Linked DNA regions of Arachis hypogaea: region 1 is linked to region 2. Evidence: chromatin contacts called from public Hi-C data. All regions are on one chromosome and are shown on one strand. The core of a region is the stretch at or near the end of the contact, and the rest is flanking DNA. Distances in the headings are between cores, read along the strand shown.

The links. A called contact is a pair of places that touch in the nucleus more often than the background predicts.
Region 1: a Hi-C map of an unstated tissue shows a contact between it and region 2, with 2.5 times the contacts expected there. The contact joins the enhancer-like site here to the promoter of LOC140174691 in region 2. A contact is called at or near these places in 3 of 8 Hi-C or Micro-C datasets (leaf and an unstated tissue).

What each region holds. Positions count from the first base shown.
Region 1 is chr8:27,875,665-27,882,188 of arahy.Tifrunner.gnm2.J5K5, forward strand. It overlaps LOC112706744 (phototropin-1), which reads right to left. Exons shown (of 25, transcript XM_072200944.1): 9 at 6,007-6,113; 10 at 5,797-5,846; 11 at 5,587-5,691; 12 at 5,302-5,361; 13 at 5,126-5,215; 14 at 4,962-5,038; 15 at 4,654-4,738; 16 at 4,450-4,530; 17 at 4,237-4,340; 18 at 4,110-4,159; 19 at 3,760-3,866; 20 at 3,511-3,645; 21 at 3,374-3,425; 22 at 2,950-3,062; 3 more. The coding sequence ends at 2,337. Among protein-coding and RNA genes, the nearest start is that of LOC112706744, 8.1 kb to the right of the region's middle. Within about 2 kb of position 2,292, at least 2 of the 3 cell types and tissues checked have open chromatin away from gene starts, as enhancers often do.
Region 2 is chr8:27,833,906-27,840,858 of arahy.Tifrunner.gnm2.J5K5, forward strand. It overlaps LOC140174691 (replication protein A 70 kDa DNA-binding subunit C-like), which reads left to right and starts at 3,033. Exons shown (of 9, transcript XM_072200183.1): 1 at 3,033-3,182; 2 at 3,297-3,564; 3 at 3,675-3,747; 4 at 3,853-3,965; 5 at 4,055-4,139. The coding sequence starts at 3,033.

The DNA.
Region 1 (6,524 bases), core at 1,042-3,541, 41 kb after region 2:
AAACGACTCTTCTTTTTCTTCCTTCGTGAAAACGAGTTTCTTGCCAAATTTGAAGATAATGGAACTTCAGAGATACACCCAAAGGATTACAGAAATACACCCAAAGGATTATAGGAATTCACCCAAACGATTATAGAAATACACCCAAAGGATTACAGAAATACACCCAAAGGATTACAAAAACTACACCCAAAGAATTTAAGAAATACACCCAAAATTCGTTGAAGTACACCTTATGCATAATTCAAAACTCTTTCTCTTCCTCCTCCTCATCTTCTGCTGCTTCTTCTTCTTCAAAAACAATTTCAGAGCTTGATGTCAAAAAAACAATGGAAATCGAGAATAACAAAGAAAAAAAACAGAGAGAAAAGTACGTAAATGAAGAAGGAGAAGAAGAAGAAGAAGAAGAAGAAGAAGAAGAAGAAGAAGAAGAAGAAGAAGAACGTGCAGCAAGAAGAAGAAGAAGAAGGTGCAATGAATAACGGTTGAAGAAGGAGAAAGAGAAGGCAAGAAACGAAAGAAAAGAAGAAGAAGAAGAGGAAGAGGAAGAAGAACGTGCAGCAAGAAGAAGAAAATGAAGGTGCAGTGAAAACGTGCAGTAATGGTTGAAGAAGGAGAAAGAGAAGGCAAGAAACGAAAGAAAAGAAGAAGAAGAAGAAGAAGAAGAAGAAAAACGTGCGCAAAAAGAAAAAAAAAGCGCACTTATAAAGACTTGTATAAAAAAATGCTTGTATGTGGAGAATTTCTCTTTTATTATTATCCATTCGTTTTTTTATTTATTTAATGATCTGTACTTTTTTTTTTCAAATTGAGCAAGTGATTAAGCCCATCCTAACTCCAAATTTCGATGGTAAGACTAACATGCTTTAACACACATAAAAAACACACACACAAAAATTTGGAAAATAAAAATCAATTAAAAAAAAGATAAATCTAAAGACATTTTTAGAATTTAAATTTTTAAAATATATTATTCTATTTACCCATCAAAATATAAAAATATATAGTAAGAATAAGTTTTTCATTTTTATTTTAGATATTTTTTTATATTCTATGTACCGCGAAAGTTATTAAATATTAAGTCAATGGTCCTCCTTGTCTCATGTATATATCTTTAGTGATATTATTTTTTCTTTTATTGAACTTGTTTGTAATAAATCTTGTGAATTCTAATTTTGATCTCTATAATTTTTTTGTACAAATATTTAGAATAATAACATTTTCCTATTAGCTCCTATAAAAATGATGTTATGATATGGATTTAAACATGTGTAGACATTTTTATCTGTTTACTATTGCTTAATATAAAAATAATAAAATTTAATTTTTGTGTCAGTGTATATAACTTTTAGAGGAGTGCTAGGGGTAAGTAATTTTTGTGTTTTGTAACTATTAATTGGCTATTAATAGTGTTTTTAATGCTGTGAGATTATATCTAATGGTAGGAGATCACTCACTTTTCTTTTGATGGTTAAGTACTGGCCACAAAATACGAAAGTTGCTATCCTCTAGACTTTTCCTAATTTTTATACATACAATCAATTATGTATATTGTCAAATTAAAAAAATAATTAATTTTAAAATATATTATTTAAATACATAAATCTTATTAAATAATCATATAAAACTTAAGTATTATTAATACATCAAATTTAAACTCAACAATACTAGTTTAATATCAAACCAAAAAAATAAAAAAATGGTTAAAATTAAAAACAAATGCTTTTGGAAAATAGAAAAAGCATTTTTTTATTATGCATACATAACCTATTTACATCAATGAAAATATTATTCTAAAATTATACAAAAGTCTTGTAATATAAGCACACATACAAAATCTCTCTCCCTCCTCAAAAAAAAAAAAAACACCAAATTGATCCTTAACAATATTTGTATCGAATAAATTAATCTCTAATAAAAATATTTAACAAATCAATCATTAAGCAGAGATCAATTTGTTAAATTTTTGCTAAAAACTAATTTATCCAAAGGGACCAATTTAGAGTATTACTAATAAAGATAAATAACAACAAAATCATACAAGAGTTTCTGCTCTAGACTAGAGTGTAACTTTCAAAAATGTTTGCGGGATCTCCATTCTTAGATTACGATGAAAAGCATCAGACACTGCATGCACCACTAAGAAAAGGGACCGAAATTCCTTCAATTACTCATAAAACGGGTAAATAGTTTCACCATGTGTCCCTCGAAAGCGACATAACTAGTTAACTGTTAACTACATCCCCTAACCTGCATTATAATAATAAAAAAAATATTAATTAATAATTGGGTAGTCATTAGGTTAACAAATGGGAGGGAGAGAGTGAGGCACCTTTTCAGAAAACAGTTAGCTGCAGATCCTCCAATTCAGGGTCCACTTTGACTTCATTTTCCAGAGAGAGAGGAGCATCAAGCTCAGGAGGTGTCTGTCATAATAATAATAATAATAATAATAATAGAAATAATTAATAAAAAAAAACAGTCAAAATTTATTATTTTTGTTTTATTTAATGTACTTTATAATAAATAAATATTATATAAAATATTGTTTAGATTGATTATTTTTTGTCTTTCTAACATAATAGCATTACCATAATAATAATAATAATAATAATAATAATAATAATAATAAATATTTTACTAATCAAAATAGTAATTAATTAATTAGGTTTAGTGTATGTGTTACCATGCACCGGACTAATGCCCAATTAACAGACTTAAAGAATGGATGACGCTTAATTTCATTTGCTCCTTCTTGTGAACCCAATCTATCTTTGGGATCTCTTTGCAACAACCAATAAATTAGCTGCTTTCCCTGGAGACTTACCTGCATTAAGAGTAGTTTTAGCATATTAAAACATCATTATCAATTACTTATTGAATTTGACATAAACTAGCAAGGATCGGATTGGAGGATTTCATCAAATGTAATTAGAAGAAAAAACTCACTGGTTTGCTTTTGGGAAATTTAAGATCCTTGTGTAGAATATTTGCAAATGTTTTTTGCCTTGTCTTTCCCCTGAATGGTGTATACCCATAAAGCATTTCATATAGAAGAACACCTGAAAAGAATAACGCAACTTAGTTAATGTCAATTAAACACAACGTGTTAAGTAGTGTTAACATTATCTTACATGCAATATATAAGTTCAAGATTTTATTTATTTATTTAGCATTTGAATTGCCTATTGATAACTTTTTTTAATCTATAATAATGTCCAAAGCATAAAACGGGATGTGTATAGATAAATTGAAAATAAATAAAGGCCAAAACAAAAGGTGACATAGGAACAGGATTAAACACAATAATAACAAAGCCAATTATGGATGCTAACTTGTGCCTAAAATCTTAGGTATGAAAATTAAAAATTACCAAGAGCCCACCAATCCACAGCACTAGTGTGGCCTGAACCAGATATAATTTCCTGCACAAGTGTAACTGTCAATATCCAGAATAGAAAAAGAAAAAAATATTTTATTCTCATTAGAATATGTCAAGAAATAACAAACCGGAGCTATGTACTCTTCTGTGCCAACAAAAGAATTTGATGCCCTCATGGGTTCAGCCATAAACACCGGAACCTGTTGACCTTTTTGTTGTTTTTTCTTCTTTTTTTTCTTGTCATCCGTGGCTGGTAGAAGCAGCTGCAACAAGTATAAATCAGACATAAACAAAATTGTTATCAGTGGTTGAGTTATAAGTATTGCTTATAATAATTAAAAACTACTGCATTATATGAAGTTTCATCTCAGAGATACCTGTGGCTTGCAAGATGTTAAACATGACAAATCAAAATCTGTTAGAGCCACATGTCCATTGCTCTGGATTAACACATTTTCTGGCTTCAAATCCCGATATATTATTCCTGCAAAATTTCATAAAGGATGTCAAATTCACTTAAGACACACATCAGAAAATTTTGTAGGCAATACTTCTTCCCAAGTACTAAATGTTGTGATAACAAAGCAGCATCCTTTGATCAGTTATTGCAGCTTGTTAACTTCATACCGGATTTAGAGAAACATTTTGTCAGTCTTGTACTTCCTAAGTTGTATTTCATGGGTTAATAATTAAAATTGTTAGGCCATACGAATGACTAATAACCTACCTTGACAATGAAGATACTCCAATGCAACCACTACCTCAGCAGCATAAAATCTATGAATATTGAGAACTTAATGTCAGTTAGAGGAAAGTAGGAGTCATGTGCATGCAGTAGCATAATATTATTATACCTGGCAGCCTCTTCCTTAAGAACTTTTGTTGGCTGTCGATCAAGAAGCAGGAACAGTTCTCCACCAGGGCAGTAATCAGTTATCAAACAAACATGTGATTTGGTCTGCAAATCAATCAAGTTCCAATGATTTTGACAAATTCATTATATATAGTTAAAAATAATGAGGACTACTATGTTTTTCTAATTTGAAAGTGATATGTGAGCATCAAACCTGAAAGGAAGCATATAGTGCAGGTAGAAAAGGATGGTCCAACATGTCAAGGATTTCTCTCTCTGTGCAAGCTCTATGCACCTGCAGAAAGTGTAGAAACATGAAAGATCTTGATAACTGGAACCAGATATGTGGGATATGACAGAATAGACCCAAAACATAACAGAAAAGAAAGAAACAATTGTGTGCTTCATAATCAAGAACCTTGTTACGATTGAGCATAACACCCTTATCCATCGCCTTCATGGCAAAATGGTGACCAGTTCCACATAGCTCCACTAGATGCACACTGCAAACCAGTAGTAATATACCATAATGTTACTACCACATAAGCTTGATATGAAAAAAAAAAATAAAAAGTCTAGTTTTAAAAGAATATATAGAAGTTCTAATTAGTTTTTAAAATATCGAGCTCTCTTGAATTGTTCGCTATCGGTAGAGGAAAATTCACCTATAAGGTTCTCATCTATGTTGGAAATGTGAAAGAGAAATAGGGAAGAACAAATTAAAACCTGCCAGTATCTCCTGATCCCAAAGGTTTAACTGGCCTAAAGTGCTTTAAGCCTATCTGTTCTCCACTGTCCAGGATCTGCAAAACCAGGTTACATGAACAAGAGGAAAATGGTTTATTCAACAACTTTCAAACGAAGCAACGAATATAATAAAAAAGTAATACCTTCTTGATAGCTCTCCAAGCAGCATCTTCCTTCCTATGAGGTTTTGGCTGAACCACTTTTGAATGATTCATCCATAAATCGTCCGGTTTCTGGAGATTGTCAATAAGACCATGTCACAGATTGAAGCCAAAAGCTCTTTAAAAGACATTGGAACTCGGTAGCCAGTAGATATTACCATATTAGCATCCGGAAGTTCTCTTACTGCCTCATCAACATTTTCTGCAGTTTGTTTGACCTGAAAGTGGATGTCAAAAGAACTTGTTATACTCAGCATTCAGGAAATATTTATAACGAAAATGAATAGATATCAATATTATACGAGAAAATAGAAGTCACAATTCTTATGCTTTGAAGACTTCAATATTTGGCACAAGGTGAATATGTAATGATGTTAACAGAGTTTAATGATTTGAGACGCAGTATATGGTAAATTAATGAAGAACTTGAATAGAGTCCAAACCAGTTGTTCTCCTTCTTTTGCAGTATTTTCTGCGATGCAGTTGTGAAGAGGCTCCACATGTTGGCTACCGTCGAGTTGAACACCAATAAAATACTGTACTTCTCCCTGTTCAAACGAGTAAAAAAAAAAGTGTTTATCCATCCAAAACAAAATTTCTGCGGCAAGATATTAGAAGAGCTAACTTCTTCACTCAATTATGATGTGTTATACCTTCTGGTCACGCATAGGTTGCAGATGGAACAAGTTCCAGAACTTTTTACCTGATGAGTTGAGCAGAAAAAGCTTCAATAGCAATAATAGGAATAATAACTGCAGCACTATTGTTTCCTTTTAATGAACTAAATAGTGCTAAGGGAAAAAACTGCTAACATTTCCTATCATTTTAGTAGTTTTCTGTGCAGAAACATTAGGCTAGCTTACCTGTCTTTGTATAATTAATGAGTTGTACAGTAACTTCAGTTTGGTTGTCAATCGCTTGTCTAATTTTTTTCACAGTTGCTGGATCTGTTTCAGGTCCTTGAAGAAATCTGAATGACCAAGGAGTATCCAAGTTAAAGATAAATTTGACATAGATAATTTCCAGTTAAATCAACCTCTAGAATGAAATTTTATAATATTCTAAGATAAAATGCAGAGTTTTGTGGAAGTATGGCATATATATGAGGTGTGAACCAACAAAGTGTCAATATAATATTCATTTGCCTGTATGGACATTTAACTTGGAGCATATCATTAAGAAAAAGTATAGGTAGACAATAAAAATACTAAATAATATGAATAATAGATATATCGGATGTTCAATTCATTAGGTGTGCGGATGGTTATCCTAATATTAAAATTTAGATGAGTAATTTGAGGGTGTAGTGTGTTTTTACTTTATTAGGCCAATTTTAGAGTTCGTTGTTCACAAAAACCATTGTCTACCCTAGCAATGTCCT
Region 2 (6,953 bases), core at 1,783-4,282:
TACTTTGTGTATATTCAATAAATCCATTGAGTTTTTATACTATTTTCTGTATTCAGAATCATGTTCTGTTATTTATGTTTGATGTCAAATTTTATGAAGGACTCAAATAATTATATTGAAAGTAGACCCATTGAATGTAATACTCAAATTTCATGAATCCATTGAGTTTTCATGAATCTATTTTTATTTTTTTATGAAGCACTCAATTGCATTCCATTTTTTTATAGTTTATATAAAATAACTTTTTGTCTAACTAGGAATCCCCTCCTACAAAGAGAGATACCTGGAGTAGGTTATCTTCCCTTGAAGATGTCTTTTGCATAGGTAATGATGTTCTGCCATTATTGTTCACTGAAAATGTTAGAATCCCTATCAAAGTATGGGCTTTCTATATAATCTATTTGGTCAATGGTGATATGATTGATAGGAATTGATTCATAGCTTCTTGGTCATTAAATGAAAGATTTGGTTATTCAACTCAATTGCATTCTCATTTTTTATGTAAAAATTATTTTATATTTCAGCTCTTGAAAAGACATGGGTCTTTGTCCTAAATTTAAGATGTCATTCAGAAAGAAAGTGGCTTTCTCACAATAAGATGGCATCACTCCACTGTTTGTGTTACTAGAAAATTCTCTTCTATGTAATCTATTTGATGAGTGGTGATGTGATTGATAAAAATTGATTGATTGCTTCTTGGTGATTTATTTGCATATTGATGAAACTTTTTGTTAGTCAACTCAGTTGCATTTCAATCCTTTATTGGTTATGCAAAAATTACTGTATATTTCACCTCTTGCAAAGAAGTAGAGCTGATTGTCATGAATTTGTTTCCTTCTTTGATAAAGGAATATGCTTGTGCCACTCCCATTCAAGTTTTACATTTCCAATTCCATTCTTTTCTGTTCAAGTCTTACATTCTGATTTTAGTTCTGATTCAATAATCCCATTGATGAATCTTTGTTTTTTTTAAGTATGTTCAACAAATCCATTAAGTTTACCTAAAGTGAATTGGTGGTTGCATGTGGGTTGTGTGAATCATTATCAAGGAGTGGGTTTCGTACCTAATCTATTCTATCAATGGTGATGTGATTGACAAAAATTGATGTATAGCCTTTTGATCATTTATTTATTTTTTAAGTTCAACGGAATTGCATTACATTTTTTGTTGTTTGTGGAAAAATTATTTTAAATATATCTTTATTTTTTATGAAACACTCAATTGCATTCCATTTTTTTATTGTTTATGTAAAATAAGTTTTTGTCTAACTAGGAATTCCCTCCTACAAAGAGAGATACCTGGAGTAGGTTATCTTCCCTTGAAGATGTCTTCTGCATAGGTAATGATGTTCTGCCATACATTGTTCATTGAAAATATGGGAATCCCTATCAAGGTATGGGCTTTCTATCTAATCTATTTGGTCAGTGGTGATGTGATTGATAGAAATTGATTCATAACTTCTTGGTCATTAAATGAAAGATTTGGTTATTCAACTCAATTGTATTCTCATTTTTTTATTTTTTATGTAAAAATTATTTTATATTTCAGCTCTTGAAAAGACATGGAGGTCTTTGTCTTGAATTTAAGATGTCATTCAGAAAGGAAGTGACTTTCTCACAATAAGATGGTATGACTCTACTGTTTGTGTTACTAGAGAATTTTCTTCTATGTAATCTATTTGATGAGTGGTGATGTGATTGATAGGAATTGATTGATAGCTTCTTGGTGATTTATTTGCATATTGATGAAACCTTTTGTTAGTCAACTCAGTTGCATTTCAATCCTTTATTGATTATGCAAAAATTACTGTATATTTCACCTCATGCAAAGAAGTAGAGCTGATTGTCATGAATTTGTTTGCTTCTTTGATAAAGAAATATGCTTGTGCCACTCCCATTCAAGTTTTGCATTCCCAATTCTATTCCTTCCTGTTCAAGTCTTGCATTCTGATTTCAGTTCTGATTCAATAATCTCATTGATGAATCTTTGTTTTTTTAGGTATGTTCAACAAATCCATTAAGTTTACCTAAAGTGAATTGGTGGTTGCATGTGGGTTGTGTGAATCATTATCAAGAAATGGGTTTTGTACCTAATCTATTCTATCAGTGGTGATGTGATTGACAAAAATTGATGTATATCATGTTGGTCATTTATTTATTTTTTATGTTCAACTGAATTGCATTACATTTTTTTGTTGTTTGGGGAAAATTATTTTATATTTCAGCTATTGGATGAACATACAGCTCTTTGACCTGAACTTAAGAGGTTCATCGAGAAAAGAATGGCCTTGTGCTAGTAAAATGGCTTCATGGTATTGTTTGCCTAACTAGCATATCTCTTTATCCAAAGAAAAAACTATCCAGCAGCTGGTCTCCCATGAAAATGTGTTCTGCACACATAATAAGGTTGTGCTATACTTTATTGGAAATTTGGGAATCATTATCAAGGTATGAGGTTTTAATCTCATTCATTTCATGAATGTTGATGTGACTGACAGATTTTTATTGATGTTTGTCTATACTTTTTTTCCGATTCATCTGCTGTTTTGAATGTATCCCTACCTAACACATTTACCAACTCTCATTGCTATGAGTAGAATCATTGTTTGGGGTAGTTGATGACTGTCTTCCCTATGGTATAATGACATGTAGGTGCACTGTAGTAGGTATGGTGTGATATCTCAATTTTTGGTCCCTATTTGTTGATTTCTTGAAAGTTTCACCTTTTTTTTTCCTGTTTTTGTGTTGGTTCAGATTTTTCTCCTATGATTAGTTGTTTCTATGCCATTGAATGGAGATGCATATAGACTGAGATTTTGTTTTCCCTCCATTTCCATCCTCAATTTGAATTCAAAAAGGTGAACCTTGTGTGTTGGATTTTTTCTATAAAAGGATGGTTGGTGAACTACATTCAATGCACAAACATTCTGCTGTGTTCTATTTCCTCCTAAACTCTGTCTATTTTAGAATTTTTTTTGTTTACATTTTTATCTATTTCATCAACTCTGTTTATCTCCTTTCTTTTTTCTGCAATGCCTCCTCTATTTGATATGATTTCCAAGATGCATCCTTTTAGAAAGGCTTGGAGGCTGAAAGTTAGGGTTCTAAGGCTTTGGGTTGTACCCTCTTTTGGTAACCATGAGGTTCCTAACTCAATGGAGATGATTCTCCTTGATGATCATGTTAGCCCCTATTAGCTTCTCTTTTAAATATGGTGTTAGTTGTTGTTTTTTAAGTTTTCAACTTTAAATTATGTGTTTCACTAATCTGATTTTGTTCTTTTGTTGGATTTTCAGTGTGAAAAAATTCAAGCTACAATTAAGAAACCACTCCTTAATAGGTTTAGGGATCATATAGTTGAAGGTCAAGTTTATAGAATGACATACTTTACTGTTGTGTCAAATCATGGTAGTTATAGAGCAACTTCTCATGAATTCAAATTGGTTTTCCTTCACCGAACCACTGTTGTAACTGTTGATGAAGATGTTATCCCTAAGACTTGTTTTAACATATTTTCTTTTTCTGAGCTGCTGAACATGACCCAAGATTATGATTTTTTAGTTGGTGTGTATCTCTTCTTGCTATTCTGTTATTCAAGTTTTTTTAACAAATCGTTTGAATATTTAATAGGTTATGTTTATTTGGAATAAATGTCATTGATCTTTTAACTTCAGTGGGAGAAGAGAAAGAATATGCAAAAGAGGGGAAAATTGTGAAAATAATTGTGCTGGAATTAACTTCAAAAGAGTATGTTGATTGAGTCATTTCTCGTGGTTTCTCTTTATCTTTTAATCCTTTTTTTCCTTATCTTCTGTTTCATTCTTTGTCATATTTTGAGTTTCAATCTTACAGTGCGATGTGCATTATTTGGGGACTAGTTAATCAAGTAAATCATTTCCTTACCTCTGGGTATGTGAAGCAGCCTGTTGTTGTCATTCAACTTGCAAAAGTCAAGTTCTTTAGGGGTACATTGTTTGGTTTCTGTACATCTCATTGCTACTGTAGGTGTTGTCTCCAATAAACTTTGCTAAACTTTTTCTGTATTGCTGTGTAGGTCAAGTAGGTCTTCAAAATGTGATGTATGCGACTCAAATGTTATTTAATCCTGATCTTCCTGAAATTGTTGAATTCAGGCAGAGGTTAGCATGGTTTATTTTGTTAATTTTTATTGTATTCTCTATTTACAACTAATCTGGAGTAACAAGTACAAGTGTCTGCCATCATTTTTTTAGTATGATTGAGCAAGGTGTCAATGGTACCCAGCCACTGTTTATTACAAATGAGGGTAAAGTTGTCTCCTTGAAAGATGATTTCATGCGTTTAACTAGAAAATGCACTATTGAAGAGCTTCAAGATAACAATGAGGTTGTCTTTTTTTGAGTTAGTTGTGTTTATGTTATTTTATACACAAATGAATTGAAAAAGAAAATCAAAGAATAATTTTCAGATCTGTCTTTTCATTCATATTGTTAACAAATTTTGAAATGCCCATTGCATAGGAGGGTTCTTTTATCATTTTTGGTACAATCCGAGGTATTATTGAGGATGGAGGTTGGTGGTATTCTGCATGTATGTAGCCATAAACGAAGTATCAATACCAAACTTAAAGGTTTGCTTGTCCTCAAGCAAAGAAAAACTGAAAACAGAAAGGGACATAAAAGCAATTAGTATGATAAAAGAAGAATAAAAGGGGAAAAGAACGAGAGAGAATTAGGATTTGGGAGGGAGAGAGAATGAAAATAGGGCGGCGCACTGGGTAAGTAATGCGGCGCGATCGACGCGTGCGCGTCAAACACGCGCACGCGTGGTTCGCATAAAGTTCAAGAGACGCGTAAGCGTCTGGGACGCGTTCGCGTGCTTTCAGTTTTGTGCGAATCGCGCGAAGGCAGCTCCGCGCACGCACAACTCTCGGGTTGATGCGCATGTGGGCTAGATAGACAGACGACGCGTGCATGTCAGGTACGCGCACGCGTGGATGGGGGCAAAGTGAAAGTGACACGTACGCGTCAGGGACGCGTACGCGTGATGTAGATTGTGCGTTTAGCACAATTCCAACCCCAAGCCATCACAACTCGCTGGCCAAACACCTATTTATGCTGATTTCCAGGGTCACGCATACGCGTCAGGGACGCTTACGCGTGATCTGGCAAATGCGCAAGTGACGTGCACGCATCATGGACGCGTACGCGTGGTCTTGCTTGTGTGCAAGGCACGCTTCCAGCACCACTCCGGCCTATCTCTTTGCTGAATTTTCTTCTTCTTTTTCTTCTTCTTTTTCTTCTTCTTCTGCTTTTTTTTTCGGAGTGCTCGGTTCTGTTCTCAAATAGCTGCATGATCAGAACACACGTAAAACGAAGGAAAAACAGTGAAGACTCAATAAAAATCAAATAAATAAGAAAGCTCCTACTACGAAAAATAACTAAGGATACGAAATTATTGGGTTGCCTCCCGACAAGCACTTCTTTAACGTCACTAGCTTAACAGTCAGTTCTGCTAATTCAGCAGATGAGCAGACCTCTGGCGATCGATCTCACCTGCAAGATAGTACTTCAACCTCTGGCTATTCACTATAAATTTCCTATCAGAATTTTCTTATTATATTTCCACATGACCATATGGTGAAGCTCTGGTAACAACAAATGGTCCTGACCACCGAGATTTCAGCTTCTCGGGGAAGAATTTGAGCCTTGAATTATACAGAAGCACTCTCTGTCTTGGCTCAAAGACTCTGATGGCAATCTTCTTGTATTGCAATAACTTGGTTCTCTCCTTATAGATCTTGGCATTCTCATAGGCTGAGTATCTGAATTCATCAAGCTCATTCAACTGAAGCATTTGCTTAATTCCTGCAGCTTCTGAATCAAGATTTAGATACCTGACTGCCCAGTAAGCTTTATGCTCCACCTCAACTGGCAAGTGACAGGCTTTACCATAGACCAACTGGTAAGGGAACATGCCAATGGGAGTCTTGTACGCTATCTGGTATGCCCAGATAGCATCATCAAGCTTCCTAGACTAGTCCTTTCTTGAAACACTAACGGTCTTATGTAGAATCCTCTTGAGTTTCCTGTTGGAAACTTCAACTTGTCCACTTGTCTGAGAGTGATAAGGGTTGCCACTTTATGATGGACTCCATATCTATGCAGAAGTGAGTCCAACTATCTATTACAGAAGTGGCTTCCTCCATCACTATTGAGTGTCCTTGGGACACCAAACCGGCTGAAGATATATCTCTGAAGAAAGCTCATTACCACCTTGGCATCATTGGTGGGTAGAGCCACAGCTTTCACCCACTTGGACACATAGTCATCTGCCACTAGAATATATTTGTTTGAATGTGAGGGTGGGAAATGTCCCATGATATTGATACCCCACACATCAAACAACTCAACCTCAAGAATCCCCTGCTGTGGCATTTCATGATTGACAGGGAGATTCGTGGCTTTTTCACATCTGTCACAGTGCTTCACAAATTCTCTTGAATCTCTAAAGAGAGTCGGCCAGTAAAACCCGCTCTGAAGGACCTTTGTAGTTGTCCTTTCACCACCAAAGTGGCCTCCATAATCAGAATCATGAGAGTGCCAAGGAATCTGTTGTGTTTCTTTATCTGGGACACATCTCCGGATTATACCATCTGAGCACCTTTTAAAAAGGTATGGTTCTTCCCAAATGTAATACTTTGCATCAGTCAATAGCTTCTTTACTTGTTGCCTATTGTACTCCCTTGGAATATAATTCATGGCTTTGTAATTGGAAATGTCTGCAAACCATGGAGCCTGTTGAATGAGAAATAATTGCTCATCTGGAAACGTCTCAATCACAGCTGTAGGTGGTTGTACTCCTGCTTCAGGCTCAATTCTGGAGAGATGGTCAGCTACTTGATTTTCTGACCCTTTCCTGTCTTTTATCTCAATATCAAACTCCTGAAGGAGTAACACCCATCTGATTAATCT